7 separate regions of the Mus musculus genome follow, and all the other regions are linked to region 6. Evidence: chromatin contacts called from public Hi-C, HiChIP or PLAC-seq and promoter capture Hi-C data. All regions are on one chromosome and are shown on one strand. Each heading gives the region's core, a stretch centred on a gene start, on an enhancer-like site or on the middle of the called end of the contact. The rest is flanking DNA. Distances are from core to core; before and after follow the strand shown. Region 1 overlaps Macrod2 (mono-ADP ribosylhydrolase 2). Region 2 overlaps Macrod2 (mono-ADP ribosylhydrolase 2). Region 3 overlaps Macrod2 (mono-ADP ribosylhydrolase 2). Region 4 overlaps Macrod2 (mono-ADP ribosylhydrolase 2). Region 5 overlaps Macrod2 (mono-ADP ribosylhydrolase 2). Region 6 holds the start of Flrt3 (fibronectin leucine rich transmembrane protein 3). Region 7 overlaps Macrod2 (mono-ADP ribosylhydrolase 2).

Region 1 (2,985 bases), core at 466-2,965, 1.2 Mb after region 6:
AAAGAGCTCAATTTTCCCCTTTAATCTTTAGCAAAGAAATGACTGGTTGTATGGTACAGAGTTACATTACTGGTCCTTATTCCATTGTTGGTAAGCATTGTAGTAAGCAACACCTACCATGTGTGCTTAATTCTTTTGGTCTCACAGGGTTATTAAGGCTGAGGCTGACAACTAGTTTGATGAAGTTCCTTTTTGTTTTGTTTCTTGTTTGTTTGTTTTTTTAAACTTGCAGTCTTGCAAACCCAGTTCTCAGAACTTATGCCTTCAAAGGTGTAAGTATGGGCACAATGTCCATACTTAATGCTTGCCTCAAACTTCCATTTTCCAGTTGTCTTCCCGGGAAATGGATGCATTAATCCCAAAGTCTTAGCTTGCTTCGTTTTATTCCTGGCTTATTCTTTGTAGGTTCACCATAATTTTTCCACTTCACACGTTAAGATTTTATTTAATGAATTACAACCAAGACATCATGACTATAATGCAAGTTACTTTCTGCCTTAAACACTAAGATATTGGTCACAAAATAAATTAAATCAGCATGTAGATATTTTTGCTATTATAAAGAAGTCCATTGAGGGGTTAATGTATAGGTGGATTAGCAGTCAAGAACATTTACTGTTCTTTCAGAGGACCCAAATTTGGTTTCCAGTATACCAGTATCCATAGATAGGTTGCTCACAACTGCCTGTAACTCCACCTCTAGGGGATCTAACATCCTTTTGTGGCCTGCACACATACATATGCACATGTGTGCACATGGGCATATGCACACACATGTATACACACATACATGTGTCCACACCAAAGTACATGCATACATACATATACATTTATAAAAATAAAATTTAAGAAAAAAAGACTTTTATTCCATTTTGTTCCTGTTTTCCTGTTCCTGGTGGGTGGACAGCCTGCAGAATGTTAGGGCAGAGGCATAGGAAATCCAAGTTTGCCTCTAGTTCCACATGTTAATGGCTGAAGTAACTAGTATTAGTTATGTAACCATCCTCCCCTTCAGGCCAATCTTCCATCTGAAAAAATTAGGGAAGAAATGAAACATTTCTTCATAAGGTTCAAACAATTCTTCTACACTGAATATGACTGAATTGATCATTCATCTTCAAGGAACAGATGTGACATTCATGCCTGAATCTGTTCGCCTGATCATTAAAGCATGACCTAAAAATTAGTCAAATCTGGCATTTTTTTTCTGGACACATCTTTTTTCTGTTTTCCAATCTTGGACACATAATTTTGCTCCCAAATGAGTCTGGTTTACGTCTTAAAGAGAGGGGCAATGGATTGGGCAAAGGGCAAGGACTAAACCAGACGATCAAAGCCACCTAACTCCCAGATGGCCTGATCTAAAAGGCTGCAAGTATTTCTTGCTTAAATTGCATGCCGAAAAGCAGGGGATATTTTAGGAATCTAGAAGAGGATACAGTGTTGAAGATGCTAATGCTTTCAGCACTGTCGAGAACAGCAGAGGTCAGACTTCTTTACTGAGCCAGGGAGTGACTTAAGAGAAGGCTGACTTCCTGCCCTCATCAGGGTCCATTTATAGCACCGTGGTTGCTATTGTCTGAACACCCTTCTTCTTCAAAGTGTTGGCAAATTGGACGAACTCTCATTATGCTTTAGACTGCAGTGAGCATGAATTATGCAGTCGACTTCAACACTTCCCAACAGCATGTGCAAAGTGAACCAGAAAGATAAAGAGAGCGGGCTTTCCTCCAGAATCGGTGGATTTGCTCAGCTTTGGAATTTTGCTGACAGTCTGTGAGGTTATCACTTCCTCCCACTTCAGAGCTGAGCCTCCCATTTGGGCTCTTTGATTGGACTGTGTTCAGACATCCTCGATTTTACTTGGTGCCTGAAGACTAAATTCACTGGTGACCTTTCCTTGTCAGGCAACATCATTTGAGTACTTTATCTGTCCTTAGTAGGGTGTCATCTTTATTGTTTGTGAAAATAAAACCTTTCTCTAAAATGAAGAGAGGTGAAATGTAAGGAATAGAGAGGCTTGGGTGGAACTTTAGAAAACACTGTGCCTACGGTTATTTTATGCTGAGTTATTTATCAGGAAAGCTTCATTAGATAAGCCGCACTATGTTGTAAGCCTTTGCTCTTTCTCTATAGCCACATGAGCCTGGGGAATTAAAATCAGAACAGAGCCCTCCACTGTTTTCACCACACTGCTGCATCACTGTTTGAATACTGTGTGGAATAAGAGGCAACTCTTTAGCTGGTCCCAACAGTGGCACATATATTTTTCCTGGCTCAGTGTTCTGTGCTGCTGGGGTGACTCAGCATCAAGTCAAGCTTCCTTTATTTCCAGAATCTATTTCTCTCTTACCATTGGAGACAAGATGGTCCTAATGAAATTATAAACATAGAAATTGTATTCTGAAGTATAGACAGTCAACCTACAAAGTGTCTATAGTGACATTTTTACATTTCTGTATGACTAATGCCTAATGGCCCAACCCCAGCCTCATAATGCACAGGGGTTTTTGTTTGGTTGGTTTGGTTTTTCTTTCTTCTGTTTTGGGGTGGTGTTTGTTTGTTTGTTTGTTTGGTTGGTTGGTTGGTTGGTTTATTTCTAGCTTTGCCTGTCTTGATGCGATTGCAAGAGATGTTGAGAGCCCACAGCTGAGATCCTGACCCCTTTTGGAGTCAGGAGCCTTCATAGAAGCATGTGATATGGAAATGAAACCCATGTGTGAACGCAGAGTTAATGACTATGAAAAAAGGACTATTTCCCACCACATTTCTAGCCAGCAGCTATGATTAGCAGCATATAAGCTTTCCAGATCCCCTAATGTCCTTTAACTATATCTAAGCAGAGAGATTCTAAAATATCACATTGTAGATGCATGTCAGAAAGGAAATTCCTAATGAAAGGTATCATGCATGCTACAGGGTTGTTGGAGTTCATTGCCATCTTTTCTAAGCATACATTTCTAAATATTTCAGGAAACAGCAACT
Region 2 (2,861 bases), core at 330-2,829, 1.7 Mb after region 6:
AACTCACACAAGGCACTACGGATGGAAACGCTCATTTCACATCACTGTGGACTCCCAGGACCTAGAGGTAGGGCCAAAAGTGAGTGTTTAGTTAGGTCCATAAATCTACCACTTAGCTCCCCTGTATCTTAAAGAAACTAAAAGGCAAAGAACCCATACAGAAAAAAAAAAAAAAATGAAGTCTAATTTCCAGACCTGACTCACCCAATGCCAGGGGCATCTTATAATTTCAGAAAAATCCACAAGACAAAGGCTACAACATGTGTACATTTAGCCATCAAAGGGCCAATCAGTCTTGTCTTTGAGTGGCAGAGGAATTGGGCCCCAGGTTATCTCCACTCTGCTACAAGACAGTTTTTCATTCTATTCTGGGAGGAGGAAAATTGGATCAAAAAAAAAAAAAAATCCCAACTTTTGGACAAAAAAAAAAAATTAATCTGAGGAGATAGGAAGTGGGTGTGATACCTTTACCCATTCTGGATCTGACGGGGAATTCTTTTTCCTGAGTCCATTCCTTTCATGTAACTGAGAAACAGTTTACAGTCTGATCCATGAGCAGAGAGCCAATAAAAGACTCTTTCCTCCAGGTATTGCCCCTCTCATCAGGACTTAAGCATGAGTAAAAGACTACAGAACAATGCAAGGTCAGTCGCTCCCAAGCTTTTCTTGCATATACAGGCCATACCATAATACCCAGTGAAGACATAGGAGAAGAACACTGTTTATAACATGCTCCACACACACATGTGAATTGTGTAGTCTCAAAATCTGGCGACACCAAAGCTCTTCTTCTCTGGCCTCATTGAGCAGAAAATAAGCAATGGAGGACAAAAATGGGCTGAATCCACATTATTCTGGTAGTTCTGCTCGTGTTCATACATAGAAGGAAACGAGAGTCAGGAGAACAAAAGTGGTGTTACATTTACAAGCGTTTTAAAATAAATAAATAAATTAGAATTGGCGACATATGGTGTTCAACTTTCAAGAGCTAGCCTATTCAAAGTAAAATAGGTTTCTATCTAAGCCGTTCTCTTTGAGTCAGTTTGTCTTCCAAACTCAAGCATTTTTCTCGGCTGAATTTGAGGGGATTAGTTATTTTTAAAAAGAAAAAGAAAAAAAAAGAAAAAAAACAGAACTCAAAAGCCGAAGTGAACTTAGAGAGACACACATAAGCTGTTCTCCATATTGAGTCAACACCTGGGGCATTGATTTGAAAGCCAAATGCAGGCTGTTCATCTGCACTGCCAAGGATAACAGAAGCAACTGTCTCACTGTCACCAGAGAGAAAGAACCACGTCACTGGGGCTCCATCTGCAGCTGCCTTTCAGGACCAAAGATAACCAGGGAGGAAGGGGGGCGGGGGCGGGGGATGAGCTTTGTTGTGAAACTTGAGAGCCTTCCTCCTTTCTCCAGACCACCTACCCTTTCTCATTTAAAGTGAGTTTCTCCTCCAAGCCCACCAAATTCTCTTCCTTCCAAATCCATCCTCTTTGTGGCTCCCGTCTTCTGCTGGGCTCATTCAGCTAAGCACTGCTGCTCCTGCTGCTGCTACCCAGCTCCCAGAGCTTGTCTGGCTGGCCTTTCCCAGCATTCCAAGCGGTAATGGTCTCATTGACCCTGTAATTAAAGGAGTCCTCTGCCTCCCTACCCTGGCTGGCTGCCCTCCACCTCTCTTCTATTATTCTTTCCGTAAGACCACCAGCAGATGGATAGAGATTTTTCACCCTTTCAAAAGCTCTCTGTTTTTCCCATCTCATCAAGCATATCTCAGCCAAGCGTAATTAGCTTAAGGCTTTTGAGTCCTCACAGGAGATCTGTTAAAAGACCTGAGCAATTTCAATAAAGAACTTGAAACGCAAATCCTACAGGCTGTGCCTAACCACAGGAGAGCCACTATTATTTAGAAGCAGAGACCTCTCTCTTCCTCACATCCCTCTTTCTTCGGGGCAGGCATTTAAAAATTCTCAAGAGTATTCATGAGGCCTCCCTCCAGGGCTTTGGGATCTTTCGGACCTTTATTGGGTAGGTGGGATATTTAAGCTCTTTGTCTTCAGCAGGTCAGCCTTTGGCTCCTTTTAATTGATTTCAATCATGGGGTGCATTTTGGGGAGCCTTAAGATACCCCCAAATGGCCAACAGTTTGTTTGCTAAGTCTCTTAGACATTTCACTCAGCTTTTTTTTTAATCCCTTAGTCATTGGAAAATAGCTGGTGAGCTTCCTTTGTGGTTCAGAACGGTTGATAATGAAGGCTAAATTAATTAGCTGCAATTCAGATTTGCACCCTACCTTTGAGTGGCGGTGACCCTTGAATTGTGAATAGCCATATGTATTGCAGTGTTGATCCCATAGCCTTAGCCCTTTTTGCTCCCATCTATGGGAGAAAGCAAGCGTTTGAAACTTAAATTAAACTCTGTTCTCATTAAAATGAAGTGAAACAGAGCCTAAGTCTGTGACACTCATGCTGCGCATGGAATGCTGGAGAAGCCCAGCCTCACTAGGAGAGGTAATGTGTATCCCCCATGCCTTCCAGAAGGAGGCTGGAACTCGGGTGTCAGGTCTGAAGGGTCACAAGACAAGCAGGCTTCCCTCATTCGGTTGCCCATTACCAAGACTTGGGAGAAGAGACTTTCCTTTGTAAACTGCCATAAGAGGAATGAGCTGCAATGCTTGATTAGAAGGCCTTTTGTTGTCCTGGGTACACTAATCAGTTCCTCTTTGAGTGACAATGCAGGGATCTAGAGATATACCAATTCTGAAGATTGGCCAGACACATACACCGCAGCTGCAGAGGACACTACAGTCAGAACAGAGTAAGTCCCCTTTTAAAACCGGAATGTGCCTCTAGAGTGGGATGGGAAGT
Region 3 (2,988 bases), core at 359-2,858, 1.5 Mb after region 6:
CATGGATACTTCATGAAAAGATTAAGATTGAATATATCTTCTTTTAAGTCATAAATCATATTTGTTGACAAGAATTTGTAACTTGTAACAATAAGAATAAAAGTTATTTTGAAAATTTTACTGCCTTTCAGTGTATTTACATAATAATGATAAAAGAAATGTTAAAAAAATAAAAATAAAATTTTCCTTTTTTAGCATAAGAAGGTTAGTCTTTAAAACAGTACTCCTTTCAATAGTTTAGTTTCTATTACTTTCTTACTAATAAATTCCTCATTCATTATTTTATATAATAATATGGACTAGCTATATGTTTTTCATGCACACTAATTTTTAATTAATTTTAAAAATTTTAAATTAATTTTCAACTCATAAAAATCCCACAGAAATTCACTTCGCTTTTATGGGTGGAGGAAATAAGTGAAGAAGGGTCATGACGTAGGAAAGAATTCAGAAGACAGACAGAGAAGGAAAGGCACACGTCTGCATTAGTGGCAACTTCTGTGCTATATTACAGTCATTCCTCTGTACTTGTTGAAAAAGACTCATTTAACCCTTGCATAGGCCAGAAGCAGTCAGCACACTGAGCTCTACTCTGACACCTTTAAATAAAGTGCTGACTTAAATCCATTGTAGCAGAGACTGGCATATGGCCCACTCACAATAGCTTTCCCTCATAAATCTACTCATAAAGGCCTCATAAATCTTTGCTTGGGTGTTGTATTTAAAAAACACTGTGGATAAATATGTGAAAGGGCATTGCTAATGTCCAAGCAAAAGTAAACTGTAAAATAGCTCTCATGACTGCTTCCCAAGCTGTATTCTTCAAATAGAGCTGGCTAAAGAGAAAGGAAATGTATGATAACAGCAAACGAGCTGCTAAGATGTGAGTGCCTCTCTGTGTGTGTGTATATGTGTGTGTGTGTGTGTGTGTGTGTGTGTGTGTGTGTGTGTGTGTGCATGTGTGTGCTTATGTGTGCTTGTGTGAGTGTGTGAATTTGTGGGTTTGGTGTGTGTGTGTGTGTGTTGTTCCTGTTTGTGCACCTTTTGTAAAGCAAATGCTATTTGCAATGTAAGAGCCATAGCTGCTGAGCAGAAAAGAACTGCATTCAACAAATACATCTGCCAGAAAACTCTGGGGTTCTGATTTAGATTTTATAGTCTAAGAATGACTAGATTGCTTTAAAAGCACTTCTCCAATGTTTGTATTTCACTCTTTGATAGAATATGTCAAGCAAGGAAGAAAACGGTCATTTATTTCTTTTGAACACAGGAAGAAAAGGATTTACATTCAAAAGCAGTCATCATGACATCCATGAAAGTTCCCAAGTATTTATCAACATGCTAGGCTTGCAATTATAATATACTTAATCAGATTCACATCTTCAGTAACTTTGAAGCCTCCATCCGCGAGGTGGTAGGTAGACTTATTCTAAGCTGGGGCCGACTGATCAAATGGGCATATGGGTACGTAATTGCCAGAAAATGTCCTTGTGTCCAATGGGGGCCATAGCTTAGAATGAAAGAAGTCCTGTTAGTACTTCCACACCATATGAGGAGACAGCTCTACTTTATTAGTGAGATTACACTGGCCATGGATGGTTGGCTGTCTTGATCATTTGCAGCCCGATTCTGAAACCATTGATGGGGTCACTGGGCTGCCCAATTCAATTCAGTCATTAAGACAACTGGAGGAACCAGACTGTAAAATGGTTGGTCTGGTTATTTCTTAATGATGTAATTGCATCGACCTCAGAGAGATCCAATTAATTGCTGGGCAGTTGGTAACTGCGGTGGTCTCACCAATAAACTCAGCTACCAGTAAGGAACTTGAATTGTCTATATACATCTTTGATTTATTTTTCAATTTGCTATTATCAATCTAGAAATGATAGTGTTGGCTTAATTTTATTTTGTTTGTTTTGTTTTGTGGACCCCTTACATGAATCGCATTCCTTAAATGTATATTCATTTATATCTTTAATTTAAATGTACTTTATGATATTATAGTAATACTGGATGCTATCTTAAGATATGACTATTTTCTCTTCCTGCATAAGTTTCTTTACCATTTTAGGCTTGCGGAGATCTGGGATGCAATTCATTGTGTACTAGAATACTAGGGAAAAGGTAAGGCTAGATGAAAATTGCAAGTCTATGCGAAGGGAAAGAATAGTATTCTTCCTTTCCTTTCCATGCCTATTTGAAAGGCTTGCTGCAAAGCATTTAGTCTTTCAGAGCATAGCAAATCTAAAGAGTGCTCTTCTTTGCTGAGTGTCCTCTGGACAGTATGGTACCTGAGGATGGAGCCATAAGCAAGGAAATGATTGCTACAATGCCTTGAGGAATCAATGAAGAGCCAAGGAGAACTTCAGCTCTCCCCCACCTACCAGGAAAAACCATAGTAATTCCCCCTTTTAAAAAAATAGGTACTGACACAAGCACTTGGCTAGGGCCGCTGCATCAATTTAATTCACTACATCCATTACTACTCAGTTATTCCTGGAATAGACCATGAATGTTTGTTCAGTAAGTGAAGAAACACTTTCTTATATGAATGTCACTCTGCTAATTGTTAACTCCAAAAAGGCATAAAAGGAGAGGCAAGTGCTACACTTTTATTTATTTTGAAAAAATGATAAATATATCAAATACTTTAAAATTAAGTTACAGGTAATAAGTTTCCCTAGGAGGTTTTAATACATATTTCATTCCCAACCTCCTATTGCCTTCTTCTCCTCCTTCCTCATCGCTCAGACCCTGCACTGGACCCTTGAAGCCCGAGATTTTCAGGTTTCTGCTTTATTCTCTGGCCCTCCTTGTGTGTCCTTCCTTGAGGATTCTTTTGCCAGCCACATGGGTCCCTTTCTAGATTCCTCTCCTTTAACCATATTTTTCCCTACCCTCAACAGACATGTTTAACAATTAGAAGCTAGAATCCGCACTGGATATAAAATATTTTTTTTTCTGAACCTGGCTTTCCTTGCTTAA
Region 4 (2,700 bases), core at 194-2,693, 1.4 Mb after region 6:
AAATAGCAAAACAGACCCCAAAAACCCAAAACTACATCCACTTTGGAGGCACAGAAAATCACATCCTGGGGAACAAATTATATAATGTGCTAGATGGTAAAGACTATCAGAAAAAATACAAAAATAAAATTAAAAAGTAAAAACCAGAAGTGTTGAGGACTGAGCTTCTGGGGAAAGAAGGATAGGAAGGAAGGAAGATGTGATGTGAGACACGGAAGACCAGGAGGGAATCAGCTCCATAAAAGCACAAGAAAGAGTGACCAAGCCAGCTGAGTCAGTCACCAGGGCATCAAGGGAGGGAGTGAGGACTGGTAAAGAAAAACAACTAGACAAAATTATAGCAGGACTTCAGCCCACACTGAGACTGAAGCAGCTGTAGTTCTCTCCAGCCTGCTTTTATATCATTCTAGGTATATCCAAAAAAACATGGTTAGTTCTTAGATCAAAGACAAAGTAATCAAAGCAAAGTAGTAAACAGAGGGATCACACAAGAAAGTAATCAAGTAAAGAAGTAAGCAAAGAGATCACATAAGGAAGTAATTCAGCAAAGTAGCAAGCAAAGCCCCATAGTCACCATTCCTAATATTCTTATCCAAGCCTACTTCCTTGTCTGAGCCCAGTGACAAATGCCAAATTCCTAGAAGTGGCACCCAAAGCTCTCAACAAAAGAGTTTTCTAGGAAGTAGGAGACAGAACAAACCATTGTTCAGAGACATCAAGGAATCCAGTGTCACGGATGTGACTGGAACAGTGGGAGACAACAGGAGCTGATTGACAGGAGTCAGCTTTTGTCCGTTAACACTGGAACCTTAGATTTTTCCTTTGACATCCATGGATGAGCATGGCTGAATTCTTTACCTTCGTTCTGAAGTTGAGACAGGGAAAGAAACTGAAACCTTCTCAAGGAAGGCTGGATTTTCTCTTCAGTGGGAAAGCATGGCCTGGGGTCCCAGACTGGTCCTGTTGGTGGTGGTTAAGTGAAAGAGCAGGTTACCATAACCAGGTACCTGTTATTTTCAAAGCAGAATGTGTTGTCCTCTGGGGAGAGGCACTTTATTATTTTGTAATCTAAGAACCTTTTGGCTTTGTTTCTAAAACAATAACAAGCTATTCCCTAGAATTAAAATATAAAGACACACACCCAAAGCCATATAAAAAGAAAAGCACCTGAAGCAATCTATAAAACTTTAAACTTCAGAAGCACTAATTTAATCAGGGAAACTTTATCTACAGCATTTTTGCTGTCTCCATTAACCGTGTTATATGGTTTCTGAGAACCCTGAATCTCTGCATCTAACGGGAAGTTATACGTGCCTTTTATCCTCAACAGATGTGGACATCAAATGTTTATGGGCATGAAAAAGTCTTCCCATTAGAGGAAACCCTGTCAAGTAGCAGGATTTTCTTTTATTATGTTGTTTTATGCAGAGAACATTTCTTCTAAAACCACAGAGGCCACATAAACATGAAAGAAGTACTGTTGAATTTTCCCAACACATGTTCTTCCACCACTGTGTGAGTTACTGGTTTGTAAATGGTTTCCAGTCTTGACCTTCCTGGAGACCCAAGGGCTGTAATGCATTGGTCCCCAGGGACTGCTCTTGTCACTCCAGCTTTTTGTTAAACTTGGGCATAGTTTTCTGTTCCCAGTGCTCTTTTATTCATCTTATCATTTCCTTATGCAGTCAATTCTAGAAACAAAATTTAATCGTGTTGGGGATAATGTGGAAAAATAGCCCATTCCTATTTTATGGTTTTAATATCTCATGTTAGTGCTAACAGTAACTTGAGTCATCTAATCCTTTGTCCTTATATTTTGTGTTTCTATGTATGTTAAGGGTGTGAAAGATGATAATATATACAAATGCTTTCAAGGAACTGGATATATGGGATATGTGGTATATGGGAACAGTGAACGTTTTAATATCTTCACTCATCAGTCATCGCCCCTGCTTTCCAAAGCAGGTAACCCTGTATCACATGCTTCATATCAACTACAGGAAGGAAGGAGAATGGGAAGAATTTGTCCTTTGATACACCCATGACTAAAATGAAAGGGAAATAAAGAAATGTGGTTTATGCAATGGAAGGCTGAACAACTGCTAATGATGTACCTCTCAGCCTATCGAGACCCGTTTTGCTCTGACTGACATCTGGTTGTTTTTAATTATTCCTGTTTAGTATTTTTTGATTAGCTGTTAGCATTTCTGGAGAGAAACAGCACTGCATCTGCATCCTTACTGGGGCTAGTAATGGCCTAGGCATAGTAGAGACTGAAGCAGGCTCCTTGAATTGGGGCACTTGTGTGTGTATTTCCATTTCATATTGGTCTTGTGCTTTGACTTTTAAAGAGAAGGCAAAGGGTATAGATTTTAGGATATTTATTTTTAGATGTGTATCTACTGGCATATACATTCAAACATCTCTCATAATTGACTTGAATTAGTTTGATAATATTACTGTTCCAGGATAATAGCATCTTTATTTGAAGTTTCGTAGATGAAAACCAGGAAGAATCTCACTTTGTTGATTCTTGCATGTTACTGACTAAGAGAGAGAGTATGTGTGACAATGTGGGCATGTGACAGTGTTCCTTGAATAAGCTAGAGATTTTATTTCTCTCTTTGGAACCTCTGAGTTTCAGGCATTTGATTTGAATTTTGCCAAAAGTCTTTCTTATGATGAATGATAAATAAACTT
Region 5 (2,958 bases), core at 120-2,619, 1.5 Mb after region 6:
CAAGGCCTCTTTACCATGCACCTGGCACTTACAATAGACATATTTTTAAAATGTAAAGTTTAAAGTCTGAATCATACGTTAGCATTGTAAAATCTGCAGCAAAAAGTTACTTTAAGTTAAAGCATTTGCAGGAAACCCTGCTAACATCTATCCTCCACTTAGACATGGTTGTGCCCGCTTGTACTCCTCCTGAGGCTGAGGCTGGAGTTTGAGACTGCTCAGGGTTCCTTAGTAAAACTTTATCAAAAGTAAGAAGGAGGAGAAAGGAAGAGTGGAGGGAAAGGGAGGGAGGGAAGGGGAGGAGGGAGAAGTCGCAGGCTAGAGAAGGAAAGAAAAAAAGAAATTATCTACCTGCTGACCTAATATCCATCTGTTTTTCCTCTGTCACACAACATACAAACATCCGGGCTTTCTGCCAGTACTCCTAATTTTCAGGCTAGGGGCTGGGGAGGCAGGTAGTGAGGCTTCTCCCACTCCCCCACGGAGAACAGCAAAGGCTTGAAGACATTGTACAAGCTGGGCAGGTCTTTGTCAAGGGTCAGTGAGTATTTCAGAGGAAACATTGTTTTCATCTTTTCAAAGAACATTTCATGCAGACCTTAAAGAAAAGAAAACAGGACAAAACCCCCAAGCTAAGCAGAAAGTTGCAGGGCACTTAGCCTCCATGCCACTTCCCCTGAGGGAGACTTAGCTGTCAAAAATATTTGATAATAAACATTGAAAAGCCTTAACAGAATCACCAAAAGTTGTGAGTTCAAAATGTAAAGTGGAAACCAGCTCTCCTGGAACCTCTTGGTATAAAGACAGAGCAAGCAGATCAGAAGCTGGGCAGGAGTAGGTGACTTACATGCAAGAGGAAAGGAAGACAGCAAAGGCAACTCCTGACATAAAAGGAACCAAGACCAACACTTTTTTTCCAAATGGTCCTTCGAGAGAACAAAGTCTGAGATTTATAATTAAAGCCATTCAAGAGCCTGTTGGTCCAATGAAGCAACATTGATTTTTTCCCCCTACACTCTTCTGTTGATTCCACCAATTGCCAGGTGAAAAGGGGGAGGAAGAAAATAAGGGGCCAAGTAAAAGGCAATGTCTCTTTATGGGAACTTACAGTCTATGTGGGGGACGTGTTCTTCTAGGTGCCATTCAAAACCACAGAGACCATGTGTGATAGCCACAGGAGATAAAAATGCAAAATAACAAAGGAGCTGGGAACAAATCCTGCATGTCGAAGGAGACAGAGAATAGCAGACCAGTGAGGGGATAAATGCTGACTGTAGTTGCTCTTTGTATTCCTTTCTGTCTTTTATACACAGCGCACACTCAAGTCATAACAGCCCCGCCCCTTCCCACCACCCTCCACTATGGCTGCTGCCATCAGCCTGGGGGAGGGATGGGGATTGCTGATAGCACCATTTCAGTTTGCTCGATTCTGTGTTGTCTGAGACTGGAACCTAAGGAAAATTACTGGTGGGGGATTATTCTCTTGAAGTTTGCCTCTTGAACAAAGAGATTCTTTCTTGCAAAAGTGGGAGGGACACCAGACTGAGGAAAAAAAAAACAGCTTTTTTTTTTGTCCCGACCAAAAAAAAAAAAAAAAAAAAAAAAGCTCTTTTGGAAGATATGTTAATGAGTTTCTCTTTGAACTGTAAATGGCATCTGCAGAGCACGTTTGATGCTAATGGCAATGGGAAGACGTGATAATACACAGCCGGCCTTACTGACTTGTGTGGTAACCCGCCCCACCCTTTGAGCCTCTTAAGCAGGCTGCTGAGCACCCCGTGACTTAGCATGGCATTCTCCTCTCTCCTCTTGAGCAGTGATTTGGATTTCTCCTAATAATGGCATTTTTTTAAGGTCATGCTTCTTCAGCTTTATAAAGCCTGAGTCTCAGTGCCAAACCCATAGGCAGCAATGAATGACAATTGTTCCTTGAAATTTTTAATTACTCTGACAAAGAAGGAGTAATTATTAACTTTTGTCTTCCGAACCACCTCTGCAGATGTTCTTAATCAAATAAAAGAAAGAGGAAAGTGTGTTCCGAGAGGCAGGAGTATGAAATATACAATAGGAAGTTGCAGCTGGGTCGGGGGTTGACACGAGCTTCATGAACAATAGATCTAACATTGGAAGGGTAATTTCATGTCACAGACTAGATGGGGAAGAAGAAATTTGAGTCAAAAGACCTATTTCTGGCAGCGTCTTCTTAGTTTGAGGGTACTTAGTGTACCCTGCAAGTGACAGCACAATGCCCTGAGGAGCCCAGTACTTTAGTGGAGCTAAGACACTCCCCGGCTGAATTAACTTTTGACAGGCTAGACACCAAGAGATGGCATGGAATCTATAAAGTGTTGTCAGGGGTCAAGTCTATCCAAGCAATACACTGAGAGTGAGATTTGCAGTCGGGAGCTTCGTGGGAATGTAATCTTGATCAATACCTGGGGGTAGGAGGTGTTGAGGGAGGACTGGGCAGGCAGGAAGCCAGGTTGGGAGAAGCTGCAGTAAGATAAGGACAGTGAAGGAGTCAGGTGACCCCATAAAGATTCTGGAGATGCTAGAGTGCATTAATGTGCCAGGAGTGTGTTGCAAATGCCACCGGCTATGTAGTTTAAGCTACAGAAAAGTCATTTCTTTATAGTTCAAGGCAGAAAGAGAGAGAGAGAGAAAAAAAGAGTTTGCCATCACAGCCCTGGCTTCTAAAATTTCTCTCTGTGACTTGCAGATAACCTTCTTCTGGAACTTCAACATCAATTTCCAGTCTGTCCACTTCTTACAAAGACAGTTGTCACTCTGGAATACAGTTAAAGACTTCAATTTAGCATCTCTTAAAATCCTCTTTCCAAATACTTCTGTGTCTTAAGGGATTGAAAGAGTCAGAGTTCTAAGGTGTGAACGAGGAGTGGGGCACACCATTCTGATTTTACTACAAATTCCTTCAGACTTGCATCCTTTGAAGGAAGG
Region 6 (2,700 bases), core at 3-2,502:
AAATAAGTAATAAACCCGCTCCCAATGTTGAGAAAAGATGGGCCTGTTGCACTCTTTACCTTTATGCAACCATTTTGTTTCAGACATAATTTACTGAAAAACATTTTTTTTAATTAGATACACTTAAATACCTTTTGGAAGCTTTGTGGTCTAACGCATTTGTATCAATACAATATTTTTCACTGTGTGTTGCAAGTGAAGGGACACTCTGCCTTTGCCATTTGATGAGGCTTCCCTCCCCTGTTCCCCTCACTGCATACATCAAGCACGGCTTCCAGGGTGAGCTTTGTTAGTTTTTCTGAGTGGACTACCCAGTTACTATGCTAGTCACATTCTACACTCGCCCAAGCGATAGGCTTTGACAGTCTCCTGGACTGGGAATATGGTTTGGCCCGGAGATTCTGAGTTGGATTTACTAGTTGAGATTCCCGAGCCCGGAATGCCTGAAGGAGCTGGGGCCGGATAAGCAGTGCAAGCTTTCAAATCTAGGTGTAGCTGTTAATCCTCTACAGAGGCATCCCAGTCTCCCAGCGCAGCTTTGCTGGCGGCGAGCAAGATGTATGCTTTTCATGTACTGCGTACTCATGGGCTGAGGGGTTATTGATTTCTTTCACAGTTATAGAAACAGCGATAGGTGATCATACCACACATACAGTACACACCAAGTTAGCGACCTTTCGCTTTTGTAGCCGAGAAAAATCTGCCTCTCCTATCTCAAACACTCAACTTTCCAACTGCAGTTTTCCGTGAAGCTCTGCGCGGATAGAAATTGCTTGAAACAGAGAGGAGCTATTTATTATTTTTAAAAATGATTTAAGTCTGTAAGAAACTTATAACATTCGGCTATTTTGTAAGACTTTCCCTAGAGCTGGCTTGCACGCACATCTTTGACCCGTCCTGCTGACAGAGCAAACGTGGCTACTTGGATCCCTCATGGAACCAAGCTAGTCATTTCCTTCTAGAGAGTAAGAGCAAGCGAAGTTTCTGGGACAATTATGAGAAAAAGCATGGAAAACACTTACCAGGAAGACGAGGAAAAAGCAATCCTTTATACCCTGCTGCTACAGCTGTAATTCCATTGCCTGTGAGTTGAAGTAAAAACCCTCCCCCGTCTCCGGAGCGCGGCATCCAGTGCACACAAAGCCACGGCAGCTGCAGCCTGAGCGGTCCTGCTTCAGATCACTCCTGCGCTGAGGACTGCGCGCGAGAGCATCCAGTTGACTGCGCGCAGCCCACCTCCAAGTCTGAAGTTTAAAGCTTCACCTCGCAGTGGTTGAGGAAGGGGGTGATGTCATAGGTGGGCAGGACTTAGCCCAGCTCTTGTTCAGTGAGGTAACTGGATAATCAGACAGATGAGCTTTGCCAACGCTAGAGGGGGTGAGAGAAGCCGAAATGAGCCTTTCAGTTTGCCAAAGCTGAGATGCCATTTGGTTTGTAGGCAGCAACTCTGGAATCTCCGCGCTCCCTAAAGTTTACTACTGCAAGGTAGTGATAGCACACTCAGAAAAACACAAGCACGCTAGGAGAATATTTATAAGATCACAATAGAGAAACAGGTGTCTGATGCTCAAGCCATCTGTACCAAAAATAAGTTAACAAAAGTCAGATTATTTTTATTACATTAAAATCGTAACTGTGGAGAACAGAGGATGGCAATCCCAACTAATATTGATTTGGCAAATGAGAAAGCAGGGTCAAATGGTGATTTACTTAGGAGAAGGGAGAAAATGGAAGAACAGTGAAAAATATTGAAGAAAGCAGTCTTATTGGGAAGTAGAAAGGTTTTTTTTTCCACATGCATTTTCACATAATGAAGACTGTTTTATGTACTACTAGAGAGACCACCTACATGTGTGCATAAGGGTATACCTCTACTTCAGAACTAGGAAGATACAATCACTCATATTTATCAGTCTTCCCTAAAATTAAAAGGGTTGAGCCTAACTACATTCTTTTTTATTATTATTATTATGGTTTTTGCTGCCACGAGCATGGCTGCAGTCATCAATATCTTAAAATATCTGTTAGAAATGGTTCTTCCAGGTTTAAATCATTTTAATTTGCGTACATGAATAAATAGTGACAGTTGCAAGACACTAAGATTTCTCTGCCTAATTAACAGGATTCCAAGACTTTAATTTCCAGGTATAATTTTATCATCAGTTTTCTGTTATTTGGACTTGTAAGTTTTCTCCTAAGTAAGTGAATTTAAGTGACGAATCTTGTTTCTATATTTACCCAAATAGCAATCTCCTTTCCCTTCTTTCTTTGCTTGATTCTAACAAGCTCATGACTTTATCCTTTCTAGGAAATGGTCTGTTTGTCTCTGAAGGCTAGTTGTCTGTCTTAGGAGTACATGGCTATTCTCTCCGTTAGCTTCACGTGGTTCCTAACTTGAGTTTGGCAGCTGTTTGACCTTTAGAACTCCCCTCTGAGAATGGGTGCTCTCAGGAGTGGAAGGTGACCCCTCGATAAGAGATGTTCCGACACCTATTGTTCTATGCTTGCTCTCTTGCTGACTTCTGAGGAATGGCCCACTGAATGAAAGTAGGACTTTAGCATGTTAACATCTATTGAAAAGCCAATTTCTCAGAAGTCTTCAGTAGTGCAGGTTAAACTGAGAGGTGGCCGTAGATTTTTGATGGAAAAAGTAGGTGTAACTGATAACCTCTCAGGAAAGGATAGGAGTGATTTCAGTTA
Region 7 (2,909 bases), core at 247-2,746, 1.3 Mb after region 6:
GTTGTTGCTGCTGCTGTTGTTTTTTGGTTGGTTGGTTTTATTTTTCTTTTCAGAATCTCTTATTGTAGTGTATAACCCAAAGGTTCACAACAGACCTACTAAGTTCACATTAAATACCCTGTGTCAGAGAAGATATGAAGATGATACAAGACTCTGGCAAATTCAAATTCATTTTAAAATATAGTAAAAGATTTGCTTTTATTTTTAAATTTGTAAGGGCCAAAGGCATATTTGATTTGGAGAAGTGTCATTCTGGGGGAGACAAAGTATAGTGAGAGAAAATATTCATTAGTTATAGTAATATGTAGTTAGTTATTAGTAATATTCATCACTAAATCCAGTATCTATTTCCTACTATGCATAATCTTAGAAATAATGCTCAGCGTCCCATCAAAGTAGATTGATGAGGCTCTGTTTTGAAGTATACAATATCATGGTTGTTTCTGTTTAAGATCAGATCCTATCATATAAAATATTGCCTTCCTATTGTCTGCATTCTAGAGAAATAACTCTTTTAAAACTCTTGCAAGATAACAAAGTTTTCAGTTGGTGCTTGCTCTTACAACTAGATGGGAACTCTGTTTGTAGTCCCCACCAGAGCATTTCTAACCCTGCATCACCACCTTTTGCTCTCTCCTGGGCCTTCTGCTCAGAGTACCCTTCTTTGGGATTTGCAAGTATGTTTTGCCCATACTAAGTAGAGACACCTCTGCTTCTGCCTTGTCTTGGTCACTAGACTGCTTTCTTGCTTCTCATTTGCTTACCTCCTGTTTGTCCTTCAGATGGTATCTCAGGAAGGCCACGCCCAGTTCCCAGCAAGATCACAGTCTGCAGGCTTTCACTGAAATAGTTGTCCATCTGTCATAGCTCTCGTTAGGACTGCCTCCATAATAGTTCTGTTATTGTCTGACTACCACTTTACATAGATTGGACATTTCATGAAAGTGGGATGGATATCTCTTTGAGGCCACTGTTGCAACCTCCCTATAAAGTACAGTCTAATGAGTGTTTGGTGAATATTTTTTCAATAAATGACAGCATGGGTAAGGAAAGATGGGAGTAAATAGGAGGAAGGAGAGAATGAGAAAGAAAAGAAAGGAAAATGAGGTGAGGAAGGAAGTTAGGAAGAAAGATAAAGAAAGCTATAGTGTGCTTATTGATTGGGTAACTTCATGCCAGCTCACATCTATTTTCTTAGGGAACTAGGTGGAAAAAGAAGCATGCTAAAGGAAGCCATACAACTGCCTTATTTGATATGTACAGATTTGAGCAATTTGTTCTTCTCCACCCAGACCCTACTTATGAAAGTTTTCTAGCAACGGTTATGTACACAGTTTTTCTCACTTCAGTACACTGAGACTTGGGAAAGTAATGCAATCTTGCAGATTTATTTAGCAAATAGAATCTTTAAAAGTCCCTCCAAAGCACAGCAGTAGGAATTCAGTGCCAGTAATCATATGCCATATTTCAGGCTTTTAATTTCCTCGAGATGATATTTCTTCTGATCTGAAAGCTTTGCTCCCTCCCTTGCATCAGATCTTATTTTAACATACTGATTGAGTCTCTTTATTTTACACTTCCTGCTGGGAAAATAGATGCTAAAATGTGTGTAATGTCACATTTACTTTAAGGCATTGTAGGATAAAATTGCAGGAAGCGAAGGCGTGGACAGCAGTGTGTATGTATGTGCACACCTCCATCAACAGTACACACTGAACATTCAGACTCGTGTCATCCGAAGGAAATGAAAAGGCTGAAATGTGACATGTTTAATCAGATTCCATTCCTCTGTTTATTAGTGTTTAGTTTTTCCCCTCTCTTTTACACTGAAACTTACAAAAGCAGTCTCTCTCTCTAAACAAATTTCTAACCTGATTATGTTTATCAGTCTACTGTGTTATGTTACTTTTCTTGGCAGGTATTTAGAGTTTGGCCTGTGTGGGTAATGGAATGACATCATACTTCACCGGCCTGTTTGCTTCTTGAGAGACCTTGTTGTTTGCCAAGGCCTGAACAAATAGTTCACAAACAGGAATGGTGTTGCTTTCCAGGAACATTTGGTAATGTCTGGAGATATTTTTGTTTGTCCCCATTAGTCAGCAGAGTACTAATCTAATTTAATTGACAGAGGCCAGGGACACTCCTCGATATTCAGACATGCACAAGGAAGTTGCTATGTCATAGAACTAGCCTCCCAGAAATGGCAATAATGCCATAGTGGAGGGACTAAAGATTAAGCCTTAAACTTCAGGTTCCTACCCTTTGACAGTGATCCAGATACCTCACAACCCTGTGAGGAATATCACATACATTCATATATGCTATGTTCCTGATGCAGTTAATAGTTGATGAGTATCTTAGCAACCGCTAAAACAGTTGCATTGTTGATTGGACCCTTGCTTACATCTCCACGTTCATCTTTTCTGATTTTCTTTTATATCTTGGGACTCTCTTGCAGTTTTGCACTAAAGACCCACCATTCATCTCCCTAACTTCATATCCCTACCCCCACTGATCTTGTCTCCACCTCCCTATTTTCAGACTTAAATAATGACAGATCTGACCTGTAGATTCATTCCATCTCAGAACCCAGGTCAATCATCTCCTTGCTCTCTTCCAGAGTATGTTCCCAGCTTTCTATGATAAGTTCCTTTGCTAAAACATCCTGTACATGCCTGAATTTCTTCAGTACCAACATCTCTGGGGAGATCTAGAAAAAGGGGTATTAAGTTCTTGGATATGTGCATAGCCACAGTCATGTGAAAAAGTCATCATACAATTTGAGACCAGAAGGGCTAGGATTGTATTTTGTTTTCCTGTGAATCCTTGATGCTTAGTATCAGTTGATAATGGGATAGGAAGGAACAAATTAGCAAGGAATGGAGACTGTTATTCTCCCCTCCCCTCTA

The links. Promoter capture Hi-C pulls out the DNA fragments that hold promoters and counts their contacts. Hi-C and Micro-C count contacts between places; a contact is called where the count stands out from the background. HiChIP or PLAC-seq counts read pairs in DNA pulled down with a chosen protein or histone mark.
Region 1: a contact with region 6 is called in a promoter capture Hi-C map of hippocampal neurons, with 25 times the contacts expected there. The contact joins the enhancer-like site here to the promoter of Flrt3 in region 6. A contact is called at or near these places in 13 of 39 promoter capture datasets (the 3T3-L1 cell line, cranial neural crest, embryonic stem cells and 6 more), 6 of 484 Hi-C or Micro-C datasets (cerebral cortex, cortical neurons, cranial neural crest and 3 more), 8 of 115 datasets of contacts at active chromatin or transcription factors (SST interneurons, astrocytes, embryonic forebrain and 5 more) and 1 of 9 other capture datasets (adipose tissue).
Region 2: a contact with region 6 is called in an H3K4me3 HiChIP or PLAC-seq map of forebrain, with 42 times the contacts expected there. The contact joins the enhancer-like site here to the promoter of Flrt3 in region 6. A contact is called at or near these places in 4 of 39 promoter capture datasets (cranial neural crest, hippocampal neurons, liver and 1 more), 3 of 484 Hi-C or Micro-C datasets (the N1E-115 cell line, cortical neurons and ventral hippocampal neurons) and 6 of 115 datasets of contacts at active chromatin or transcription factors (VIP interneurons, astrocytes, embryonic forebrain and 3 more).
Region 3: a Hi-C map of embryonic retina shows a contact between it and region 6, with 2.3 times the contacts expected there. The contact joins the enhancer-like site here to the promoter of Flrt3 in region 6. A contact is called at or near these places in 3 of 39 promoter capture datasets (cranial neural crest, embryonic stem cells and second pharyngeal arch cranial neural crest), 1 of 484 Hi-C or Micro-C datasets (embryonic retina) and 3 of 115 datasets of contacts at active chromatin or transcription factors (embryonic forebrain, embryonic limb bud and stem cell-derived neural progenitor cells).
Region 4: a contact with region 6 is called in an H3K4me3 HiChIP or PLAC-seq map of embryonic limb bud, with 18 times the contacts expected there. The contact joins the enhancer-like site here to the promoter of Flrt3 in region 6. A contact is called at or near these places in 10 of 39 promoter capture datasets (the 3T3-L1 cell line, the C10 cell line, cranial neural crest and 6 more), 1 of 484 Hi-C or Micro-C datasets (cerebral cortex), 4 of 115 datasets of contacts at active chromatin or transcription factors (VIP interneurons, embryonic forebrain, embryonic limb bud and 1 more) and 1 of 9 other capture datasets (adipose tissue).
Region 5: a contact with region 6 is called in an H3K4me3 HiChIP or PLAC-seq map of embryonic forebrain, with 11 times the contacts expected there. The contact joins the enhancer-like site here to the promoter of Flrt3 in region 6. A contact is called at or near these places in 8 of 39 promoter capture datasets (the 3T3-L1 cell line, the C10 cell line, cranial neural crest and 5 more), 3 of 484 Hi-C or Micro-C datasets (cerebral cortex, nephron progenitors and palatal mesenchyme), 3 of 115 datasets of contacts at active chromatin or transcription factors (astrocytes, embryonic forebrain and forebrain) and 1 of 9 other capture datasets (embryonic stem cells).
Region 7: an H3K27ac HiChIP or PLAC-seq map of SST interneurons shows a contact between it and region 6, with 9 times the contacts expected there. The contact joins the enhancer-like site here to the promoter of Flrt3 in region 6. A contact is called at or near these places in 8 of 39 promoter capture datasets (the 3T3-L1 cell line, frontonasal cranial neural crest, hippocampal neurons and 3 more), 6 of 115 datasets of contacts at active chromatin or transcription factors (SST interneurons, VIP interneurons, astrocytes and 3 more) and 1 of 9 other capture datasets (embryonic stem cells).

Annotation. Positions count from the first base shown.
Region 1 is chr2:141,874,941-141,877,925 of GRCm38.p6, forward strand. The region is part of intron 8 of Macrod2 (mono-ADP ribosylhydrolase 2); the gene reads left to right. Among named protein-coding and RNA genes, the nearest start is that of Gm25583, 240 kb to the left of the region's middle. Within about 2 kb of position 1,716, at least 24 of the 459 cell types and tissues checked have an H3K27ac peak or open chromatin away from gene starts, as enhancers often do. A contact at or near this core is called in SST interneurons, cortical neurons, forebrain and 2 more, where this site is marked.
Region 2 is chr2:142,333,357-142,336,217 of GRCm38.p6, forward strand. All of the region lies in intron 16 of Macrod2 (mono-ADP ribosylhydrolase 2), which reads left to right. Among named protein-coding and RNA genes, the nearest start is that of Kif16b, 570 kb to the right of the region's middle. Within about 2 kb of position 1,580, at least 73 of the 459 cell types and tissues checked have an H3K27ac peak or open chromatin away from gene starts, as enhancers often do. A contact at or near this core is called in the N1E-115 cell line, VIP interneurons, cortical neurons and 5 more, where this site is marked.
Region 3 is chr2:142,127,718-142,130,705 of GRCm38.p6, forward strand. All of the region lies in intron 8 of Macrod2 (mono-ADP ribosylhydrolase 2), which reads left to right. Among named protein-coding and RNA genes, the nearest start is that of Gm25583, 490 kb to the left of the region's middle. Within about 2 kb of position 1,609, at least 1 of the 459 cell types and tissues checked has an H3K27ac peak or open chromatin away from gene starts, as enhancers often do. A contact at or near this core is called in embryonic retina, where this site is marked.
Region 4 is chr2:142,023,433-142,026,132 of GRCm38.p6, forward strand. All of the region lies in intron 8 of Macrod2 (mono-ADP ribosylhydrolase 2), which reads left to right. Among named protein-coding and RNA genes, the nearest start is that of Gm25583, 380 kb to the left of the region's middle. Within about 2 kb of position 1,444, at least 2 of the 459 cell types and tissues checked have an H3K27ac peak or open chromatin away from gene starts, as enhancers often do. A contact at or near this core is called in embryonic limb bud, where this site is marked.
Region 5 is chr2:142,162,347-142,165,304 of GRCm38.p6, forward strand. All of the region lies in intron 8 of Macrod2 (mono-ADP ribosylhydrolase 2), which reads left to right. Among named protein-coding and RNA genes, the nearest start is that of Gm25583, 520 kb to the left of the region's middle. Within about 2 kb of position 1,370, at least 21 of the 459 cell types and tissues checked have an H3K27ac peak or open chromatin away from gene starts, as enhancers often do. A contact at or near this core is called in embryonic forebrain, where this site is marked.
Region 6 is chr2:140,670,224-140,672,923 of GRCm38.p6, forward strand. It overlaps Flrt3 (fibronectin leucine rich transmembrane protein 3), which reads right to left and starts at 1,253. Exons shown (of 3, transcript NM_178382.4): 1 at 1,023-1,253. All of the region lies in intron 3 of Macrod2 (mono-ADP ribosylhydrolase 2), which reads left to right.
Region 7 is chr2:141,982,180-141,985,088 of GRCm38.p6, forward strand. The region is part of intron 8 of Macrod2 (mono-ADP ribosylhydrolase 2); the gene reads left to right. Among named protein-coding and RNA genes, the nearest start is that of Gm25583, 340 kb to the left of the region's middle. Within about 2 kb of position 1,497, at least 4 of the 459 cell types and tissues checked have an H3K27ac peak or open chromatin away from gene starts, as enhancers often do. A contact at or near this core is called in SST interneurons, where this site is marked.